Regions from separate parts of the Aedes albopictus genome. Here region 2 is linked to region 1. The links are chromatin contacts, called in public Hi-C maps. All regions are on one chromosome and are shown on one strand. Each heading gives the region's core, a stretch centred on a gene start, on an enhancer-like site or on the middle of the called end of the contact. The rest is flanking DNA. Distances are from core to core; before and after follow the strand shown.

The links. A called contact is a pair of places that touch in the nucleus more often than the background predicts.
Region 2: a Hi-C map of whole body shows a contact between it and region 1, with 9 times the contacts expected there. The contact joins the promoter of LOC109426430 here to the promoter of LOC109403945 in region 1. A contact is called at or near these places in 2 of 3 Hi-C or Micro-C datasets (embryo and whole body).

Annotation. Positions count from the first base shown.
Region 1 is chr3:406,899,089-406,903,080 of AalbF5, reverse strand. It overlaps LOC109403945 (endoribonuclease Dicer), which reads right to left and starts at 1,899. Exons shown (of 10, transcript NM_001352974.2): 1 at 1,698-1,899; 2 at 276-323; 3 at 51-202. The coding sequence starts at 290.
Region 2 is chr3:407,107,348-407,111,635 of AalbF5, reverse strand. It overlaps LOC109426430 (aarF domain-containing kinase 1), which reads left to right and starts at 2,338. Exons shown (of 3, transcript XM_019701938.3): 1 at 2,338-2,562. The region is part of intron 2 of LOC109403726 (sodium-dependent transporter bedraggled); the gene reads left to right.

The DNA.
Region 1 (3,992 bases), core at 650-3,149:
TCGCTGTGCCACCCGATTTGAGCAAATAAAACGCAACACTCCATACTCACTTGTCGAGATCACGACCCATTTCCTTGATGGCCATAAGGGCGATATGGGTCTTGCCGGCTCCGGTCGGCAAATATATTATGGTGTTTTTCTGCATGCAAATCAATTTCATCGACCGCTGGTAGTCGCGCGGGACGAAATCATCTTCTTGGGGCTGTGAAGAAACGCAATTATTAGAACAAGAGGCCGAATCCAACGGAAGCAACCATCAATTTTCAGGTTCTTACCATAATCATATCCATGGTGGCGGTTGAGCTCGGTGCATTCAATTAGGACTGTAAAAACGATAATTACAATTAGGCACTTTTGGTCAGTTTAAAGAGAAGATATTTACTGAGAGCAGATTAAAATCAAGAGTAAATTCAAAGAACTTGCACTCCATTCGATAATCAAAAGTTGACTGATGCAATCGTTACTAGAAGTGCTTCAATCGGGGAAAATGCTCATGAATGAAAATTTGCGGGGAGAATATCAACAAACTTGTTCGTCACTGATTGGTCGCTTTCAACAACAAACTGCACTTTCCCCTCTTTTCTTGATATATACAGTGTTGCCATATCGGTTGTGGATTACGAGACGTTTCCTAGTCATCTACTTCAAATTCAATCGAAATATTCTGCAATTTTACATAAAGCGAGCGCATATCGCGTGGAAGCAATGAATATACCGCATTTAGTTCACCACTGGACTGCGAACTGCGACTTCATAAGTGCGAAAACGTAAATAAAAGCGCGCGATTGCATCAAATTAGGTTGATGTCTTCGGCGCACTATTTCTTCAATCTATTGGCGATTTGATGTTGCATGAAGAAGAAGAAGAAGAACGATGGTAATTTGAAAAATCCCTATCCCTATAACACAGGAGAAGATTTTAAAATGCCTCTATAAAATCGAAAACAAAATCTAATTAAAAACGGTTTGATGTACGGTGTTAGACTTTGGACGGACTACATATTGAACGTATAAATTTAAATTTAACATTTTTTTCTTGATAAGGTACTTAATTTGTAGTCCGTCCAAAGTCTAACACCGTACATCAAACCGTTTTTAATTAGATTTTGTTTTAGATTTTATAGAGGCATTTTAAAATCTTCCCCTGTGTTATAGGGATAGGATTTTTTCAAAACACCATCATTCTTCTTCTTCTTCTTCATGCAACAACAAATCACCAATGGTGAACAAGTGCTCTGAAGACACCGAGTTGATTTGATGCAATCGCGCACTTTTATTAGCGTTTTCGCACTCGTGAAAACTAGTGCGATAGTCCAGTGGTGAACTAAATGCGCTATATTAATATTAATACTTATATGAACACAGAATAGACACCACGGACTGCAAAAAGCAAGGGCCTGGTTTTCGTCACCGATTTTCAGTTTTTTTTTTTTTTTCAATCATAAAAATGTTTAGCCTTGATTCATTATTATTTCAGTAACGTTTACGTAAAAATTTCGGTTCGAGACACTAATGCTTGCATTTTGATTTTAACACGTCTGGAAAATAAAATGAAATTTGGGAACCTCGCTAAACAGATTAGCATCGCGGAGTCCAGAATGTTCGGGAATGCACTGGGTGCAGGCACGCCTAGGCAAGAAACCAACAGAAACAACAACAAACTTCCACGAGAGAAAAAGAGATAGGTTCAAGACTTACCGAATACTTCGTGGACGTGGAATTTCGTGACTTTTCTGTACAAATTATACCACACACTACGCCGGTAAGCTTCTAATTGTAAACCTCACAAAGAACATTTAACGCAAACGATTGAACAAAAACGGCAAACTATTTTTCTCGTAGAAATAACTGCGAATGAAAAATTTCTTGTCTTTCGAAAAGACTGCGGCCTGCTGTGTGTGACCGGCCCCCTATGACGAAGCCGGACGGAAGAGTGAACAGCAACAGAAACAGGACAACGGAGCGAAAACAAAAACGAGGGAGCACCCATTAGTAACATGCTACACTAGCGTATGACAAGCACAAGACGCTACAAATCGTTTGCGACATGACATACGTTCTAGGCTGGTATGCACCAGAGCTGCCACATTACCTGTATTCCGTACACGAAAAAAGTTGGCACCCCCTCGTTTATTTTGCTAGGGAATCGCGCCACTTGGGCGGTGGCTTCTATATTCGTCTGTTTTCCACTATAACTCAGTCAAATTTGAACCAATTGACACAACTTTTGGAATGTGGTGAGATAGGTATAGTATCTACCCGTGTACAACATTTCAAGTCAATTGGTTCAGAATTGACTGAGTTATAGTGGGAAACAGACGAATATAGAAGCCACCGCCCAAGTGGCGCGATACCCTACCTCAAAGTATTTTACTAGGACTGAAAGCTTAAAAAATAGTTCCAAAATATACTATTTTTTGAGTTAACAAACTTGTTCCATTGCCTTGCGGTTAAAAAATAAACGAGGGGGTGCCAAATTTTTTTTCATATACAACCCTGTATGTGGCAGCTCTGGTATGCACCATCAGATAATTTGTTGGTAAACGAGTCGCCCAGAGCCGATGCACACGGGCGGCGCGTCCACGCAGCGTGCACGCACACGCTAAGGTCAGTTTACCTAAAAATAGGTAATCGATTTACCCATATTTGGGTTTTACATTCAAAACCCATAATATGGGTAAAATATACTGAGAAAAAACGGTAAAATTTACTCATATTAGCAGTAAAGTCCATTTTCCCAAATATGGGTAACTTGGCATTACCCATATTTGGCTGAAAAATAAAAGTGTTTGTCTACAAACGACTGACCAACAAGTTGGAGCAGCATCCAAGGCAGGAAATTCTTAAGAAAATTGGATTTATTTGATATTAAAAGGTAAGCTAATACCCGCATAGGAAAATACAGTTTGCCTTAGACTCCAAACAGCGAAACTCCTCTAACTGGTAAGGTTACATTTTCCCAAATTGTTGCATCTCAGTTGAACAACGTGAACCAAAGCTCTTTGTACTATCAAAAACAGCATAAACAACCTAAAGCAAATTGTTACAATATATTGTAGTGTTCAAATAATGTTGAATAATATGAGAATGAAACATTTCAATAAAAAGTTGAAATATGCCTTCACATTATGCCAAACGGTTTGTTTGGATAGTTGGGTATCACACTTACACACGCACATTTCACTATAGATTTTTTTTATCTAACAGTTTGACAAACAGTAGAATGCATTAGTGTTCGTTTGCCAATTCTTGACTGCATCGAAAATCCAAGTTTCAACTTGATCGCATTTCTGTTTTGCATTTTTGTTCAAGCCCGCATTTTTTATTCCCCCTGGCGGGTCCACTAATAGTACAAAAGTAACAAACCCGTACAACGTACTGTTATTTCAACTGTATGAGACTATTAATCAATAATTACACATACAGTGCTTATTTTCATTCTAATTTTAAAGTTCAACTGTTTTAGAATTGTCTGCTATACAGTGAACTGAGCAAAAAATGAATAGTACATTGACCTTTTGACAAACTGTAATCGAAAAATTTTGTTCGAGAAAATTGGCGATTTTTTATTGTAACATAACTTAACCGCCTATTCCACATACTGTAATTTGCTCGATAACCGTCTATCAGACTGTTGAAACTGTTTATGGTACTGTTAATTTATTGTTACTTTGGGTGATATGTCATACTATTGAGATACTGTTTTAGATAATTGTGAACAGTATGGTGAACAGTACTGTTATGATTCACGGTTATGCGGGTATACAGTCAATCGCAAAATTGAGCGTACACCTATGATAGTTATGGTATTTTTTGTTTTTTTTTTGCATAAAGTAATTAAATAACAAAACACAGCTTTTGAACATTTCAAACATAATCCTTTATTCTTTTATTTGAAGGAGAAAAAAACTTAAATCGATAGGAAAATCACAGAAAGTTTTTAAAATTAAAACGCAAACACTAATTCATGTGTTGCAAAATTGAGCGTACAGT
Region 2 (4,288 bases), core at 1,089-3,588, 210 kb before region 1:
CAAAGTAGGATGAAAAGGAACGGGCCAGGGATTGAACCCATGACCTTCTGCATACGAATCAGAAGCGGTAGCCACTAGACCACCAAGCCCGTCTTATCCAAGAAAACTGTTTACCTAATGCCGAAGAGAAAATCATCATTCCTATCAAAACAAAACCACGATACAAGTTCAGCGATATACATGTATTGGTAAAACTAGCTTTGTACCTGCTACACCGCGCTCAAACTGGGTGTAGCATTTTCTTGCACCGGTGCCAATCGGGTGTCAAAACAGAACAGTACCTGCGAATAAGCGAACGGTTTCGGTGCAAGTTTGCTACACCCGGTGGCAAAGCGGTGCAGGCGGTGCAAATAAACGAATTCGACATTAGTGATCCATTGATAACAAACTGATTAGACAGTAGTGCGAATTCAAGTGCCAATCAGTTCTTATCAGAGTGTGGATGTTTTACCGTGTAGGTATTCGGTTTTCCGTACCTCACACAGAAAAAAACTGTTGTGTAATATTACATCTAAACTGCTGCAACCCGATCAATACGTCTGTTGCATGGATATTACATCGGACTATGTACACATAAGAACAAAAGATTTCACATCAAAACGATGTAATCGTACATAGGAATCGTGATTACATTGATTATTTAGTACATCGGAATGAATTGGCTTCTTTAACGGTTTTGAGATAATGCGATACTCTGAATCTGCATGCAGAGATGGAAACACTCTCATCGTGAATCAACTCGCGAGTGTAAAAGCAACAAACGGTTTACTCACGGTGCCGAGAGTAAACCGTGTGTGAGTTTATTGGCACCCGCTTGCTTCACGAGTATGAAGCAAAACAAAAACAAAAACACTCATGAATTTTTATTCGCGAAGAACAAGTGGAGATGCGGGAATTGCATTTTAGTGCGATTTTAATAGCAAAACAAGTAATTATCCATCAGATAGTAGTGTTTAGTGCTTTATTGTTCCTGAAAAGTTAATCTGTCGGCCGTGTAAATTCGTTTTTTCACATAATTGAAAAATGTTCAGAGCTGCTTCGCGAATCAATCACGAGTGCGACCAGCTTCGTTAGCTCGCGAGTGAAGGAAGTGCGAATATATTCTGGCTTCTGTTGTTCACGTATAGGATAGCTTTGCGTTTGTGTCTACTCAGCTGCATTCCTCACTGTTTTCCATCACTGTCTGCATGTCAAACTGAGCCGAAATCCAAATTTTCACAAGTTTTGGAGCCCACAATTTGAAGTTTGTATGGGAGCGATTTGTCAAATCACCCCTCGTCGCAGTTTGTACTGGGCGGAGCTGTCAAACAGTTACCCAGCTGTCAAAAGGTAATTTCAATAAATCTCTTTGGAATTGATTTTAGGTACCAAAATAAGGATCTAAAAATCTGAAAAAAATCATAGTGGCTTAGAAAAAGGTGCTCTTTCGTATAAAATCAAAAAATCAATAAATTTTTCATAATTTAAAAACCCAATTACATCGGGTGGGTTGCATTTATTTTTTGCTGTGCAGTTTGTTATTCTTCAGCTATTTTGCAAGGGCTGAAAGTCTCTTTAATAGAGACAAATCAATCAATCAATCAATTCAGCCATTTTAAAATAGCTTTAAAATAAATAGCAGGAGAACTCCTGCTCGGGTACTATTATCGTCGCACCACCAAATCGAAGTCGTCGCTAGAAGCACATGCGAAGTTGCAGCTGCGAAGTAAATTTGAATCTATTTTTTCTGTTGCGCATCATTAAGCTAATTAAGAGCAACAATATGCACTAATCCAAATTGAGTTGCGACATTTCTAAGTAGGTTAAAAATCAATTTTCGCACGTTCGGTCACTTCGTATTTCGACCAAAAGCATAATATCTTTTGCTATTAATAAAATTCACCCAAAGGCAGTTTTCCGTGCACTTCGCATGCTACAGCCACGCAACATGCACCGTGGTCGCGCGACAAAAAATGTCGCGTCTCCGACAAAAAACAAAATCCGAAACGTCATTTTTGCTTTCAAGTGCATTTTCTGTCTCGCTCGTTCTTTTTCTTTATTTCATTCATGCATCAGCAGGGATGCCAGAGTGCCAGAACTATTTTGGTAAGGAGAAATTGTTGTACATTCGATAAAAAAAAACAATATTTTTCTGTAATAATTGTTCATAATGTAAAACTGTTTCATTTATAGGTTATTTTGTTGAATTTAGAAAAAAAAAAAAAAAATAACTGCATGCAGATTGCCAACTACACATGCCAAACACATAAAAATCGCAATGTTGTTGATCGATTGTCCATAATGTGCTGCCAGCCCTGACCGCGACACATGCGATTTCACTCCCACCGCCACGCACTTGAATTCATTCAAGCATCAGCCACTGACGGCTGCTGATGCGTAAGCGTGCGCGTGTTTACTTTCTTCATTCATAATTTTATTTAAATACCTAGTGCTGCACTGTCAACACAATCGAAGTGAAATTTTTGTCTTTTACCACCCGAAAATGGAGCTATCGTGACAAATTTGCACATCAATCGAGAGTTCTCAAGCAGGGGAAGCGAAAGGCATCGGTGCACGGACCGGGTAAGAACGACTAAGGCCACCAAATTGGACGATCGTGTACCTAATTTACGTAAGCCCGAATCGAATGATGGTCGACGAATGTCCAACACGCGAATGAAGACCAGCTAAGCTGGATATGACTGCGTTGTGTGTCTGTTTGAAAAGTATTTAGTGTTTGCATTCCACGCTGCTTGCGGGCCAGGTAAAAGCAAGGCCTTCCGAAGAGGATTGGCGGCATTGACTATGAAACAAGTTTTTTTTTTCGGTGTGTGGTATGAATAATTATACAGTTTCATCGCGAGAAGGAACTGAGCATCTGAAAGTTATTAGCATATGGACTATCGCTATGCGTAGGATCCTGAAAAGAGGCGGGTGTGATTTTGGACGACTTGTGGGACTTGTTGCGCACCGGGCAGGGAAACACGCGGATGTGTCAACGTCACAAGGTCAATATCACTCTTCGCAATAGCGCGAAACCAGAATCGCCCGAGCAGACAGGTGTGGGATGTGATATGGTGCCCTTGATTGATATCATTTCGCAACAGGTTACAGATCTGTGCTTGGGGCAAAATTGAGTCGTTTTTGATTTTGAAATTGTTGTAAGTTATTTTAGTGCATAGGTATGTATCTAGGTATATCATGTACAGTGGTTCCGCGAAATGACAAAGAAAGTTACAAAACATGGCAACATATGTGTCGTCATATGAGTGGGGGTGTTGGGTACAGGGTATAGGCCTAAATAGAAAGCTTTGGCGAGTGAACTTTATGGCCCACTGGTTTAATTTTGGTGTATTGTGTATCCTCATCCTATACTTTGTGTTTAAAACCCCAATTTGTTCTAGCATTATCAAGATTATCAAGGTATTGAATTTAAACATTCGTAGTGAAATGAATATATTGAAACTACTTATTCATTTTGTCTTAAATTCCGAATATCTATTTCGTCATTCCGTCAAGTTGATTGGAAATGAAATTTAAAGCAAAATCAAACTTTGTTTTCACTTACTTTGAATCCTGTGCACCCCTGGCGTGGCCAGACTGCAGGTGAAAAGTTTCCATCCTGGGATTGTTCGGCGATATGATCGGATGTAACAATTCCCGGGTAACACATCAGCCGTCTTAATCCAGGATGATGTAGAGCACGCTGTTAGGTAACAATCTGGATAATAAACAAGATAAGGCCGGAACAAATCTCATTTTCTTCTTTTGTCACAATACTCGTTGGCTCGCTAAGGGGGAGGACAAAAATAATAAATGTATTTGACGAAGAAATACCCAAACAATTCGGCAAAATCTATAAACTCATCGGATTTGTTAAGAAATTTTCTGTGCAACTCTAATTTCACCTTAAAATTTTAAAATTTCTTGAATATTTTATTGGTGTCCCCCCTCAAAATGTTGAATTTCGATCAAAATTTTCCGAGGGGGCGGTGACATAAGAGAAAATCGAAATTTGTGTCAGCCTAACTATCAAAAGACAAAATCTAGATTGAGTTTAAATAAGGGCGAAAGTAACATGAAAGAGTTCTCTTCATCGACTTTCTCTTCTTCAAATTAAAGTGACAAGATGCAAGTATGATTGAACTTTTTGGCCATAAATCGCTAGGTTGCGATGCAATCTGGCGTCTAAATGTAAAAAAGTTCGATTGAATTTGCATTTTGTCACTGTATTTTGCAGAAGAGAGAGTCGATGAAGAGAACTCTCTCATGTTACTTTCGCCCTTATTTAAACTCAATCTAGAAATAC